Linked DNA regions of Mus musculus: all the other regions are linked to region 5. Evidence: chromatin contacts called from public HiChIP or PLAC-seq and promoter capture Hi-C data. All regions are on one chromosome and are shown on one strand. Each heading gives the region's core, a stretch centred on a gene start, on an enhancer-like site or on the middle of the called end of the contact. The rest is flanking DNA. Distances are from core to core; before and after follow the strand shown.

Evidence for each region. Promoter capture Hi-C pulls out the DNA fragments that hold promoters and counts their contacts. HiChIP or PLAC-seq counts read pairs in DNA pulled down with a chosen protein or histone mark. Capture Hi-C pulls out chosen DNA fragments and counts their contacts.
Region 1: a contact with region 5 is called in a promoter capture Hi-C map of pre-B cells. The contact joins the promoter of Zfp60 here to the promoter of Supt5 in region 5. A contact is called at or near these places in 3 of 39 promoter capture datasets (hippocampal neurons, liver and pre-B cells).
Region 2: a promoter capture Hi-C map of liver shows a contact between it and region 5, with 2.8 times the contacts expected there. The contact joins the promoter of Lgals7 here to the promoter of Supt5 in region 5. A contact is called at or near these places in 1 of 115 datasets of contacts at active chromatin or transcription factors (large pre-B cells) and 1 of 9 other capture datasets (liver).
Region 3: a contact with region 5 is called in an HNF4G HiChIP or PLAC-seq map of pancreatic cancer cells. The contact joins the promoter of 2200002D01Rik here to the promoter of Supt5 in region 5. A contact is called at or near these places in 2 of 39 promoter capture datasets (embryonic stem cells and liver), 1 of 115 datasets of contacts at active chromatin or transcription factors (pancreatic cancer cells) and 2 of 9 other capture datasets (adipose tissue and liver).
Region 4: a contact with region 5 is called in a promoter capture Hi-C map of the HPC-7 cell line. The contact joins the promoter of Map3k10 here to the promoter of Supt5 in region 5. A contact is called at or near these places in 4 of 39 promoter capture datasets (the C10 cell line, the HPC-7 cell line, cranial neural crest and 1 more) and 3 of 115 datasets of contacts at active chromatin or transcription factors (astrocytes, large pre-B cells and trophoblast stem cells).

Annotation. Positions count from the first base shown.
Region 1 is chr7:27,729,973-27,732,672 of GRCm38.p6, forward strand. It overlaps Zfp60 (zinc finger protein 60), which reads left to right and starts at 1,437. Exons shown (of 5, transcript NM_029531.2): 1 at 1,437-1,498.
Region 2 is chr7:28,863,081-28,865,780 of GRCm38.p6, forward strand. Lgals7 (lectin, galactose binding, soluble 7) reads left to right here and starts at 1,306. Exons shown (of 4, transcript NM_008496.4): 1 at 1,306-1,406; 2 at 1,751-1,839; 3 at 2,454-2,655. The coding sequence starts at 1,401.
Region 3 is chr7:29,247,039-29,249,738 of GRCm38.p6, forward strand. 2200002D01Rik (RIKEN cDNA 2200002D01 gene) reads right to left here and starts at 1,429. Exons shown (of 4, transcript NM_028179.1): 1 at 1,319-1,429; 2 at 1,090-1,202; 3 at 859-927; 4 at 483-696. The coding sequence starts at 1,340. The coding sequence ends at 556. It overlaps Yif1b (Yip1 interacting factor homolog B (S. cerevisiae)), which reads left to right. Exons shown (of 8, transcript NM_001110201.1): 8 at 199-494. The coding sequence ends at 354.
Region 4 is chr7:27,673,269-27,675,968 of GRCm38.p6, forward strand. It overlaps Map3k10 (mitogen-activated protein kinase kinase kinase 10), which reads right to left and starts at 1,313. Exons shown (of 10, transcript NM_001290528.1): 1 at 75-1,313. The coding sequence starts at 756. It also overlaps a transcript of Zfp607b not described here.
Region 5 is chr7:28,337,433-28,340,181 of GRCm38.p6, forward strand. Supt5 (suppressor of Ty 5, DSIF elongation factor subunit) reads right to left here and starts at 1,287. Exons shown (of 30, transcript NM_013676.1): 1 at 1,263-1,287; 2 at 920-1,003. The coding sequence starts at 994.

The DNA of each region.
Region 1 (2,700 bases), core at 187-2,686, 610 kb before region 5:
CCACTGCCCGCCTGAGGATGGTCACTTTTAATCAGCTAGAGTATTTATCAACGTATTTTCTGTAGTTAACATCTGGTTGAGACTGACTTATTTCAAATCTAATCTGTCTATACTGTAGGCGTTTAGATCATTTACAAAGCGTCTAATATGTTTAGTGGTCCTAATAGGATTATCATTAACCTTGACACTAGTTTTCTCTCATGTTCTGGAAAAATATGTGTAAATATAAATAATAAATAAATGTGGTTTTGAAAGCTCATGTTGAAAGACTCCGAGAGGAGCCCCTTGCTCAGGCCTCAGGACAATAGCGGACACCCAAGAACTCACAAGAGACCAAGCTTGATGCAAACCACATGAGGCTTTATTCGGGGAAAGCCAGAGCTCTGGGGACGACTCATATCCCACGCAGGGGTAGAGGAGTCGACCCCAAGGGGAAAGAGGTCCCAGTTTTTATAGGCCCTCAGGGGGGGAAGGAGAAGGGGGAAGTAGGGGATTTCCAGATCTAAACAATGTTTATTCTCAAGAAATGGGTATGGGAGGGGTCCAAGGGAAGAGTCTGGTGCAGGTGTAGGAACTCTAGATTGGCCGGGCTGTTGTTGCTGGGGAGATTTTCTGACTCTTTTTCAGCAACCAATATCACAAACACCTGGCAATGGGCTTCATCAGTGGGCACACACATGGGTTCAAGGAACGGTCAAAACATTGGCAGACACACGGGTTCAAGGAGTGGCCAGAGCATTGTGCACCTCTATTTTTCTAAATCAGTGAAGCTAGTTCTGCTAACAGTGACATCTATCTTGCCAATTTCAGGGCTTGTGTGACCTTTTACATTCTGTCAGGATCTTTCAATGTCATGTTACACTAAGTACGTTTTCCCTACATAAACAAGGCATACGTCGGTGGTTGTTTACATACGTCGGTGGTTGTTTAGATACTTCCACATGCTAGTCATTCACCTTTCAAAATGGGCGCAGTTCTGTTGATATTTATCCAACTAGTCCTCACTCACGTTTTCCTATCTAGATAACAGGGACACTGACTCTCTGAACATCTGGCTGTCTGAAATCGCTGATATAAACTACCACGTTTAAAACCAACCAATTCTTTAGTTCAGTGTCTTCCAATCTACCATAGTCCCTACTAGAGCACAGCAGGTGGAATCCCTCTTGGTGCAAAGTGTAACCACGCCAGTTATATCCGGATTTGATCACGCTTCCTATTCTGTCCGGGGGTGGGGTGGGGGGTCTGGGAGACAGAACACGACGTCTCCCACAAACCACTGGCATAGCTCTCAGATGGCCTGGCCTAAGTTGTGTGCAGTGATCTCTCTGAACTACAGACCGCTAGGCTTCATCGAGTTGAGCACTCGGCACTACATTTCCCAGGGGCTACCGCGGCGGAAGTAAAGCAACTTCCGGTGCCCTGGCGGCGCTATAGCGGACGGTCGGGTCTTTCTGGTCTGAGTAGGGAATTGCTTTGTGTCTTCGGTCTCTGCAGAGTAAGGCCGGGAGTCCGGGTGTGGGTGTGGACGGTGGGGTGGATGGATGTTGATGCGTGTGTGAGTGTTTAGGGACGGTGCTGTGTGTGCGCGCGCGCGTCTCTGCGTACGCACCTTGAGCTATTTGCATTATCACCGTGCTTGTCGCTTTCTCTCGCGGCCACCAGCAGAGGACCAAGCTTCACTGAGGAGAGGTGAGGGGCGGAGTCTGAAGGGAAGCTTTCCCTGTGGTTCAGATTGAGCTTTGTGACGAGCATTTGAGGCCGAAAGTGCCTCCGAGGGTGGCCTACTGGCCTTTTCTCAGAGCTCTAGCCGTGTGAGTGTCGAGGGAAGAGAGGGGAAATGCTCACTGGGGATGCTCTCAAATGTAATCTAGGCTTACTCAGATGTAATCTAGGCTTACTCAGGCTCCCTGCGCAGGCCATTATTCAAAAGGAGGGCTGGAGGAGCGTGAGATCGTTGTTGCTACCCACCGAAGGCTCAAGGGCGAGTTTGCGCTTTCTCTCTGTGCGAGAAATGAGGGTTTTATGTTTAGAATATGGAATTGTCAGTAAATGAAGAAGGAACGTGTAAATTGATACCGCCATCATTGTGTCCCTTACATTGTCCCTCCCCTTTCCAGTTAGTATTCACATTATCGTTTCAATGACCCTTGACATCTTCTGTCTACAATCACTCCCCCCACCTCACCGACCATGTTATAGATAGGAACCGACAGAGGTTAACAAAAGGGCTTTCAAACTCCGATGTGCTAAATCGATTTCTATTTGGATGGTGTCACACGTCAGATGGCCTTAGATCTTCTTACAGGTCTTCATTTCAAAGCAGCGGAAGAGTGGAGGTTTTTGTTTTCTAGTAGATTTTGAGATTGGGAAAGTGGTAGGCTCTCTCCCCCTCCCCTCCCCTCCCCTCCATCTGGGTTGGAGTCTTGGTTCTGTCCCCTCAGGCTCTCCAGGCCTGTCAGGAACCTTAGGATGCCTGTGGTGAAGCCTGTTAGTGCAGTGCCGCCATATCCTAAGGGCCTGGTGTGCTTTAGTTGTTGCTCTGTGAGGCCATCTTGGGTTCATTCCACTCAGTGTTCTGCAGGACAAGGGAGTGTGAGAAACAATGCGATTGCTGGTGGATGTTTAAGAAAGCCACTCAAACAGAAAAGCTAGGCTTTGTGGGGTACAACGAGGCAGAAAGAAGCAGGAAGGGCAATG
Region 2 (2,700 bases), core at 56-2,555, 530 kb after region 5:
CTTCTGTGCCCTCTCTGGGCCACCTCACGGGATTCCTTGATGTGTATTCTAGGGTTGTGTGTGTTGCGGGCGTGGGGGGGGGGTCTGAATATGGGAAACTGGGACAGAGAAGCAGGAGAGGTAGCAAGTTCCTAATCTCCAAGGCAACTTTCCACTCCCAGCATGCATCTGGCCTCCGGCTCTGCCACCTGCTGGGTGGGGCAGGAGTAGGGTGGTGGGGATAGGGATGGGAAAGATCTTTCAGGAAGGCTGCTGGGCTGTTAGGAGTGGTAACTGCTCAGCGCTCCCACCCTCCCTTTGCCTGCCTTCCAGAAATTTCTCTTTCATTCTTTATGAGTCACCCCTACACACACCCACACACACATACACACACACACACACACACACACACACTTTCTCTATTTCTCTAGAGTGCTGGTCTAGGGAGACTAAAACTCAGGCTATTGGAAGTTTCCCCAATGTGTTTCATTTGATCTGGGTGGTGACTGGCAGCCCGGGACACCCACCAACCCATATTCCATCACACTCTCATTGGATGGGAAGGTGGGCTCAGTTCCAAGGAGGAGCTGATAGAGACCTGAAGAAGAAAAGTAGGAACCACTGAGAAGAGAGAGGGAGAGAGAGAGAGAGAGAGAGAGAGAGCGAGAGAGCAGAGCGCTGATCTTGATCTTTGGGCAAATTGTTCCCATGAGCACTGTTTCCTGTACGTCAGTACAGTGGCTCGATATACTCCACATATCCTGGTAAGGTTCAGACACACATCTGGACACCCAGAGGTCTCAGCAGCCTGGCCACTGTTAGTGAAACTTCATTATTTGACCCTCCGTTACTGGCCACTCCATTACTGACCACTTCAAACGTGCCAACACACTCTTGGTAACCTGGGGGGTAGGGTGGGGGCACAGCATAGGATAAAAAGGAATAGCGGGTTTCCTGGGGACCCCATTGAGTTATTATGCCTGTCTTTGACGGCAGAAGCAGAGGTGGCCAGGACAAAGCAGAGCAGCCTGCGCTCCAGGGAAGAGGCTCCTTTCAGAAAGGGTGGAGGCTGATGCTTGCGCAGCCTTTCTGGATCCACTAGATCTCCAGGGGAGTCCAGTGTCTGACAGGGCGGTAGGGGTATGAAAGGGGAGGTGAGAAGAGCACAGGGCAAACCTCCCCAGTCTTGGTATTAAAGGTTGTCCCTATCTCTAAGCCTAGGAAAAGGGGAGAGGGAGCTGGTGTGTGGGGGCAGGGCAGGAGGAGACTCGCCCGGCCTTGACAGCTTTGCCTTAGGGCAGGGGTCTGTGCCAGCTGTGGGCGTTGGATGGAAAGGGAGGAGCTGAACCACTACCTTGCCTTTACTTAAGGTCCCCTCCCACAGCGACTGGCCACATTGTTGCTGTATTGCTGTGCCCGCCATGTCTGTAAGTATACTGGGGCCCAAGCTGGGGAAACGGGGCTTTGGGACAAGGCCAAGTCTGGAAGCTGGGACTAGCTTAAACCTCCCCTTCAAAGCAAAAAACGGGTATCAGGAGAGCTGGCTGCTATCTCTTGGGTTTCACCAGCACGTCCTGATAGGTTGTCTCCCAGCTGGCTTTGCTTTCTTCTAACTGCATTGTCTCTGTCAGGTCTGTGTGCCTGTCTCTGCCTCTCCGTTAATCTGCATCCCTCTTGGTTTCTGCCTGGTCCCTGGAGTTCCTAGCTGGGGCTGACCAGTCTGTTTCTTTGTCTCCCTGGTTCTCATTCTTGCCCCACCCAATTCTTACAGGCTACCCAGCACAAGACCTCCCTGCCTCAGGGCGTCCGCGTGGGCACTGTCATGAGAATTCGAGGCATGGTCCCTGACCAGGCTGGCAGGTGATATCCCAGGTTCCAGGGGAAAGGGTGGGTGGGGCATCTCCTGGCTCAGTTGAACCCTGGTTCTTAGAGCCCACATATGGTGTCCCTGGAACCTTGTTTGCCATGTGGAGTCTTGGAGTCCCTATTGCTAGCTTAATTTGGATATTTTCACTGATGTTCCCCAAGACTTGTGGGTGGGTGTGCCCAAGTCTCCCTAAAAATGTAGGCTTCTAGAACAATAATAAGAATCCCTGGTTAGTCCTACGATCTCCATGTCCAGTTTTCCAGGACAATGAAAATCTCTCTTGGATCTTGAAGCTACCCTGGATGCCCAGGGTACCCGGTCATCAAGTCCATGACCTACTAAAATTGAGACCTTGGGCTTTGTGGGAATATTGATAACCTGGAATAGTGGGGTCCCTTGCTATTAACTCTGCTTATCTGGAGTGCGATTCCCTGAACCCCACTCAGGCACAGCAGGCCATCCCACAACCTAGGACAGCTCCAGGCTCTGGAAATGAGGGGGATCCTGGCTACAAACACAGGGACTCCCTATGGGTGTGGGTGTGCCGGTGGAACCACATAACTTGCACATGGTGGTTGCTGATCTTTGAGGCTTACTGTCCCCGAAGGTTCCATGTAAACCTGCTATGCGGTGAGGAGCAAGGAGCAGATGCCGCCTTGCACTTTAACCCGAGGCTGGACACTTCCGAGGTTGTCTTCAACACCAAAGAACAAGGCAAATGGGGCCGTGAGGAGCGAGGCACCGGCATCCCCTTCGAGCGTGGGCAGCCCTTTGAAGTGCTCCTCATCGCCACAGAGGAAGGCTTCAAGGTGGGTCTTTGAAGGAGAACACTCCAGACCCAGGTCTAGAGCCAA
Region 3 (2,700 bases), core at 179-2,678, 910 kb after region 5:
ATGCTCTTCAGGCCGGGATCTACAATTCTTAGCCTCTCTTCTGGCCTTTGCCTCTGCAAAGGTTTGCTCACAGGGCTTGGGGGAGGTAGCTATTCAAAAGACCCTTCTAGGAACACAAACTGGAGGCCACAGAGGGGCAGGGACTCATCCCGAGCTGCCTGGCACTTACGGGACCCCCACTTTACCCTTACCACCCAGATCCGGACACTGCGGCTCAAGATCCTGGCCCAGGCAGCGGCCGAAGGAGTGCCAGTGCGTGGGGCGCGGAACCAGCTGCGCATGTACCTGACTATGGCAGTGGCAGCTGCGCAGCCGGTACTCATGTACTGGCTCACCTTCCACCTTGTACGGTGAGCTGCGGCCTGGCCTCCAGCTCCCACACTCATCTCGCTTGACCAGGGCTCCCGCCCTCCAGGCCCGCGCCCTCCTTCCTAGCCAAGGTGCTCATGTCGCCTACTGCACACCCGCAACAATAAACCTGATGGGCTCGGCGCAGCCTCCACTTCTGACCGGCAGAGGGCGCTGGGGAGCGGAAAGGGCTGCAAGTTTAATAAGTCAATGGGGGGCCTTCTTCTCCTTCTTCTCCTTCTCCTTCTTCTCCTTCTTCTCCTTCTTCTCCATCTTCTCCTTCTTCACCTTGGGTTTCTTGGCCTTGTCTGAGGAGCGTTCATGCTTCTTGCAGCCAGCGGCATACTCCTGGAGAGCCAAGGACGGTGGGTAGGAGAGGAGGTGGCCCGGTTGAAAGCTGTACTGGACCCGCCCCACTCACCTCGGCAAGGAGCCTAACGTGACCCTGACCGCAGCGGGGCCTGGGTCTGAGGTGCGAGAGGACACACTGGGAGAGGGACCGTCTCTTACCTTCCCCTCTGCCTCTGAGTCGCTGGAGCTGCTACTGCTGCTGGAGTCGGAGGAGCTGCCAGAGACACGCTAGATGGGGGTTGGGGAGGGAGTGGTTACAGTGAGGACAGGGACCCACTCGAGCAGCTTCCAACCCAAACTGGAAGGCTGATGTGTGGCCGAGGACCAAGGACGGAAGCCAGTTCTCATCTCGGGCCCTCGGGACTCGGTGCCGGTGATGAAGTGACTTACCCTCGGCTTGTGAGCAGCGCCTGCCTCTGGCCCGCCCGGCGCTTTAAGAGGACAGTGTTTGGGGTCTCCCACATGGCCTGCCCCCTCTGGCTTCTTAGAACCAGGGCCCAGGGCTGCGGAGGAGAGGGGAGTTACATGGTTATGTAGGCGACGTAGCTTCCCTTCAGTATTCCCAGGCTCTGAGTCTGGCCCCTTACACAGCAAATCCACCACTCCCCGGGGAACTTACCTGCGGCCAAGTCAAACTCCATGGCGGTGACCAGTCTGGATGGCCGGAAACTTTAGGCAGAGCCTAGGGCAGGGGGTGGGACTGCACGACCTGCCCATCTCAGGAATTCCGCGAAGCCTCACCCTCCGGACCTTTGTCCCTCAGCTCCCTGGCCCTGACTCACTGCACTGGCGCTCCCGGCTCCACCCAGACTTTCCTAAGTGGGAAGTGGGGTTAGAAGTGGCTGTAGGTGTCTGGGAGAAAGGGGGTGAGACTAGTCATCAGTTGGTCCCTTTGCGGGGGTACTTGCTTCCGGAAAGCCGTTCCGTACACTGAACAAAGTTAAAGTGCATTCTGGGAGCAACGAGGTCTGGTTCTCAGCTCCTCCGAGCTGAGATAAGTAGTGTCTGAAGAATTTGGTGGCCAGACTAGTGCGCCCTGGCGGCAGCTGAAAAGCACCAGCAAAGTTGTACCCTGGGGTGGTGGGGTTGAATTCCTAGGCTGGTGCTTGGCAGAGTGCATGGTGGTGAAATGTGTTGCGTTGTTTGGGTAAAGGCAGGTGTCTTAATTTGGGCTGTTAAACATAACAGATTAGTGCTTAAGCAGCAGTTTACCTCATAGTCGGCAAGGCTCGGGGCTGGAAGCTAGGCATAGGCAGGGAGAGAGCCCCAGTACAGAGATGGTCTGCTTCCTGCTTCTAGTCTTGGCTCTCCATGTCTGAATATAAGACCTCCAATTTGGGATATGGCTTCACCATGTGACTTTCGGGAACATCAACATTAGTTCTAAGCTAGGTACTGTAAGCCCACTGCTCAGGAGACTGGGGCAGGGGGATTGAAGACTCTATCATAGCCTGGGCTACACAGCATAAGAGTGCTGGGCTTGGTGACACACACCTTTAATTCTAACACTCAGGAGGCAGAGGCAAGTTGAGTTCAAGGCCAGCCTGGCCTTACAGAGTGAGTTCTGTGCCACCCAGCAATATACCTGACTCAAGAAAATAAGGAGGCTGGTGAGGTGGCTCATTGTGTAGAATTGCCAGGTTAATGAGGTGAATCTAATCACCCGGAACCACCTAAGAGAACTCACGCCTGCACACCGTCTTTGGACTTCCACAGGTGCACATCCAGGCACGTGCACACAAAACAAAACACCCACCTGTATATTCCAAAAGTGAGCGCCCACCTCTCAGCAGGAACAGGTGGCTACTTCAAGGATCAAGGTGGCCATGTGCCACCTTGGATGCCTGCTTAATGTCCATTTGCAGAAATGCCTGCACTGGTCATGCAGGCTCCACGCGTGTCATTCCAGCACATACTTGGTGCTTCCCATTACCTGAAAAACTTTATTTTTAAATGTGTGTGTGTGTGTTTGTGGAGGCCTGCTGCTGTCTGTGGAAGCCA
Region 4 (2,700 bases), core at 63-2,562, 660 kb before region 5:
TGCCCTTTCCAACGATCTGGGCTTGGCCTCATAAGATTCAGCGGAAGAGTTTTGGGAGAGAGGATACCACTTACTGTTGATGGACTTGAGGTCCCGGTGAATGATGGGCACAGGGGCATCATTGTGTAGATAGTTCATGCCCCGAGCCACCTGCACAGCCCAGTTGACCAGCACATGAGGGGGGACCCGGCGACCTGCCAGTACCCTGCTCAATGCACCTCCCCGAGCATATTCCATCACCAGGCAGAGGTTTGGGGGGCTGAGGCAGGCGCCCCTCAGGGCAATGATGTTGGGGTGCTGCAGGGCTCCAAAGAGCCGGGCCTCCTGGCGGACCTGCTCCGCTGTCACTGCCGGGTCCCGTTCAGGGTCCAGCCGAGCGGCCTTGACCGCTACTTCCTCTCCACGCCATACGGCGCGATAGACTTTGCCAAAGCCCCCGACACCGATGATCTCCTCCAGCTGCAGCTCGTGGAAGGGGATCTCCTGTGGCAGCTGGAGGTCTGAGGGTGCGGCGGGTGCAGCGGGGGCCACGTAGTTGCTGGGGAAGACGCCCACACGGCCGCTGGGCAGCTGCCCTGTCCACCAGCCCTCATCTCCAGACACCGCACAGTCCTGGGAAAGCACCTGGACGCGGTCGCCTCTCCGCAGGGTCAGCTCCTCGTCGCCCACCGCCTCGTAGTCGAACACGGCGGTCCACACTGGCCCCGCGGGGGTCGCGCCCCACTCTCTGGCCGCCGCCCCCTCCTCCTCCTCCATGGGGGAGGGGCCGGGGGCTGCGGGAGGCCGCTTCACGCAGGCTGCCCGCGGAATGCTGAGCGCGGGGCCGGGAGGCCGGGATGGGAGACAGTCCCTGCGGACCCCGGGGGGCTCCTGGGGACCATAGCTGGGGGAGGGGCCTCCGCTGGAGCGAAGGAATTAAAAAGAAAAAAAACCCCAAAAACCTAAAAAACACCTTTTTCAAACGATAGGACCGATCCCTCGGATTTGGCTGTGCAGGAGAGGCGTTAGGTTCACCTGTCCCCAACGATGTCAGGGCGCAGGGAGGGCCGGGTCGAGCGGGGCCCGCCGGCGGAGGCCGAGGCCGAGGGCAGCAAGCGGCCGCCCCTCCCCGCGCCTCTCACCCCGCGCAGCTCCACCGGCGGCCCCCGGCTCCGCATCCTCAGCCACGACCGCAGGGCCGGGCAGGGATGGCGGCGCCCCGGGGGCGGCCGCCCCGGGATGGGGTGGCGCGCCCCTCGGCCTCCTCACGCGAGGAACGCGTGGGCGGCCCCCATCCTCCTCAGCCGGCTCCTGGTCGGCCCCCTAAGTCCCTCTCCCCGCCGGGGCTCTTGGCGGTGTCCAGTGACGTGTTTATGCTGCCGCCGCGATGCCGCCTGGGAGTTGTAGTCCCAAGCTGCGAGGCCTTGGGTTCGTCCCAGGCTACATGAGCCCTGGTCCTTAGGCCCTATCTCCTATCAGGGCGAATGAACCAACGCTTTCTACAAGCCCTGCAGGAGACCCGTTCATGTTGGAGTTCACGGTAACTGACTCATTTAGCCAAGGGAAACATAGGAGCTGAATGAATGGAGATTACGGACCGATACTCCTAAAGCGGTTCGGACAAGGTTCGCAGGATAGTCTCTAGGGTCCCTGGCTGGAAGTGCATGCTGGGAAATGTAGTTCGTTCGTGGACCATTGCGCTCCTTGAACCACCTGCTTCAGAGAGCAATGGGTGACTGGAGCAAGTTAACGCACAGACTTGTGCTGCCTCTTTGGGCAGGAGCAGGCTGGAGGGCGAAGTGTACTGTCTCGAAGATTTCATAGCCAGATTTGCTTGCCTCACCAGCTATGGGATCACTGGCATCTGCAGTAAGAACTTGTCTATACTCTTCTGCCTCCTATAATGAGCTTCAGTTTGGAGAGAGGGGGCTGAAAGGAGGGGTTTCCGGGGGTGGGGGCTTTGCTCAGATGATGTCATTAAATCTTCACGAAGAGCCTCATTTACAGGTGACTCAGAGAAACAAACTCACTTTGTTCAAGATTGCTAAATTATAAATGGCAAAGCAAGAGTCAAGGGCAGTTTAAAAGAAATTGAAAAATTGAAAAACAAACACTGTCAGTGATCGTATTTTTAAATTGTGTGTGTGTGTGTGTGCGCGCGCGCGTGCGTGCGTGCACGCACCCAAAGAGGGCGTTGGATCTCCTGGAAACTTCAGTCACAGGCGGTTGTGAGCCACCCCATGTGGGTGCTGGGGACCCAAATTCAGGTTCTCCGCAAAAGCAGCATATGCCCTTTAGAGCTGACCCATCTTTGCCCCCTACGGTAACTAAGATTCTGGTTGAGTTTATTTGTGGGACAGGCAAAGAACTGACTGAGAGGGACAAAGGTGTGCGTGTGTGGAGCTTTATTGAGGCAAGCTGACAATCGCTGAGTTGGGAGTCGTTACAAGGGCTCTGTGTTTAGCATTTTATAAGACTTATGGGTCCTCTCATCTTAACATTTTGCCTAGGCATTTGTCCTTCTAACCTTTCTCTAAGGAAGGAAACAACCCTGGCAGGAAGGCCGTTTCTCTACCTGCCTATATATTTTTCTAACTTATCCTCAGCACCATGTTTTTAGAATGCTGCCTTTCTATGTATAGAATGCAGAAGGTGAGTCCTGTATAACGTCAGTGGCTTGTCCAAGAACTATAAACGTCAGGGGGTAGAATCCTGGGTCTT
Region 5 (2,749 bases), core at 37-2,536:
AAAACAAAGGCAGCTCTCAGGAGGCAGAGGCAAGCAGATCTGAGTTCAAGGCCAGCCTGATCTACAGAGTGAGTTCCAGGACAGCCAGGGCTACACAGAGAAACCCTGTCTCGAAAAACCAAAAAAGAAAAAAAGAAAAGAAAACAAAACAAAACAAATAAAATCCAAAGTATACATATTTCAGATCTTGGAGGATTTTTGGATTATTTGCACATACACAATAAGGTACCTTGGAACGGGACAATACATGAAATTCATATATCTTTCATATATACTGTGCACAGTCATTTAACACAGTATTTTTAGTGCACTAGTGTTGACTTTGACCTGTCATATGTGGAATTTTCCATTCGTAGCATCGACAGAAGACTAGAAAAGTTACAAAATCATCTGGATTTTCACACTAGGATGCTGAACCTGGGAGTCTCTCATATTTACTGGCTATATTTATTCACAGTAGCAAATTCACATTCACCCATCAGTTGTCGATTTACATTTTAAAATCTGTTAGCAGGAGCCCAAGGACAAAGACTTGTACAGGCTGGCACACAGTAGGCAATACATACACACTTCTGGAACAACTGGGGATACCTAAAAACACAAACACGAAAGAATCCTAAGAGCTGGGGCTGTCCACCTAGCAGGGCCCTGAACTCAATCCTAGCATCGCAAGTGATAAAAAGTAAACCGAAAGAAACAAATCAGATGAAAGCCAACCGTGGACCTGGCGCACCCCCACCTTCTGGACGCTGCCCCTGCGCTCCACGCTGACTTGCACACTCGTCCATCTCTCCCGACAATCTGGAACCACCCTCCCCCCCAGCCGTTCCGAGTCCCCGGCTCCCCCAGGGCCCTCTCTGCCCTGCCCCTGTCCCTGTCCCCAGGCGCAACGTCTCCCCTAAGAATCCCAGGCACCGACCTCGGCCTCCTCCGCCTCGCTGCTGCGCTCGCTGTCCTCCTCCTCGGAGAAGTTGCTGTCTTCGCTGTCCGACATCTTCCGCAGCTGCAGAGGAAGACCGCGGCCTCAGGGCGTCGCGGAACCAAAAGCGCCACCCCCAAGCCTCAGTTTCCCCGCAAGGTAAACCGGGGGAGAAAATCCCCAGGCGCACTTCCGGCAGCCTGGTTCAGGCGGTCGCGAACCCGCGTTGTTCGGGCTATGGCAGCTAGCACACCCGGCCCTGGCTGCGGCCGGCACACGTCCTGAACCTCCGCCAGCCCCGACCCCCGCTCCGGCCCCTGCCTGCCGTCCCACGCCCGCTCACCGATCGCTTGCCACCTGAAGCTTCCGCGCCAGCTGCGGATCACACAACGCCTAGCTGGCCTGAGCGCTCTCTCGCGAGAACTGGCGCGTCAGTCTCACCTAACGCGAGACTTTAGGGGCCTGCTCTGAGGGCGGCCTCTTGGAGCCGCCATCTCCGGAGTGGCCAAAGTGGTTTACGCGGACTGTACGGCCGCCATCTTGAGAAGGTCGAAAAGTAATCGGCTTCTCCTAACCCAGAGCTGAATCGGGTGAACTGTTGGCTCGTCCGTCCTCTAAACTTCCCTCGGAGGTGTCAGAGGTGACGGGACAGAGATTCGGCTTCACACCGCCACCCTCGGCATTCTGAGGAGTTCCCCTAGATTTTTAGGGACCTAGACTCAGGTTAAATCCGAATTCCTGGCGATGCTCAAAACAATCTCAAAACTTGTTAGTTTAGCGCGGCACAGTATTGTGTTATTAATGATCTGGTTTGTTTGTTTGTTTGTTTGTGTGATAAGGCCTTACTTTGTAGCCTGGCTAAATCTCAGACTCACAAAGATAAGCCCATGTCTGCCTCTGCCTCCCTGGTACTGAAATTAAAGGCGTGTGCCACCATGCTTACAATGAAAGACACTTTAATACGGATTTAAGACTGAAGGCGGGAGCTGGTGAGATGGCTCAGTGGTTAAAAGCGCCTACTGCTCTTCCGAAGGTCCTGAGTTCAAATCCCAGCATCCACATGGTGACTCACAACCATCCATGACGAAATCTGATGCCCTCTTCTGGAGTATCTGAGGACAGCTACTGTGTACTTACATATAATAAATAAATAAATAAATCTTAAAAAAAAAAAGAAGAAGAGGAAGAAGAAGAAGAAGAACTGAAGGTGGACAGGCGAGCCAGGAGTTATGCACAAAACCATCACATTTATTTAATTCCGGACAGCCAAGGTTACACAGTGAAACACTGTAACCAAAACAAAACAATAAAACCTAAACTGGAGAGTTGGCTCAACCGCCAAAGAACGCTGGCTGCTGTGGAGCTGTGGTCAATTTCCAGCAGCTCACAACCCGCTTTCACTCCAGTCTCAGGGGAGCTAATGCTCGCCCTCTTCAGGCCTCGGCTGACATTGAATATCCACAGACATAAAAATTCAAGACAAGCCGGGCGGTGGTGGCGCACGCCTTTAATCCCAGCACTGGGAAGGCAGAGGCAGGCGGATTTCTGAGTTCGAGGCCAGCCTGGTCTACAGAGTGAGTTCCAGGACAGCCAGAACTGCACAGAGAAACCCTGTCTCGAACCCCCCACACACAAAAAAAAATTCAAGACAGAAAGTTAATAAAAGCAGCATGCTTGAGCAATCTAGATGGCTCATCAGATAAAGTATCTTGCTGAGAAACCTGACGATCTGAGTTCTATCCCTGGAACCTATATGATAGAAGGAAGATAGCCAAAAAGTTTTCTTCTGACCTCTGCATCCATGCTATAGTTGGAATACATGCACCCACT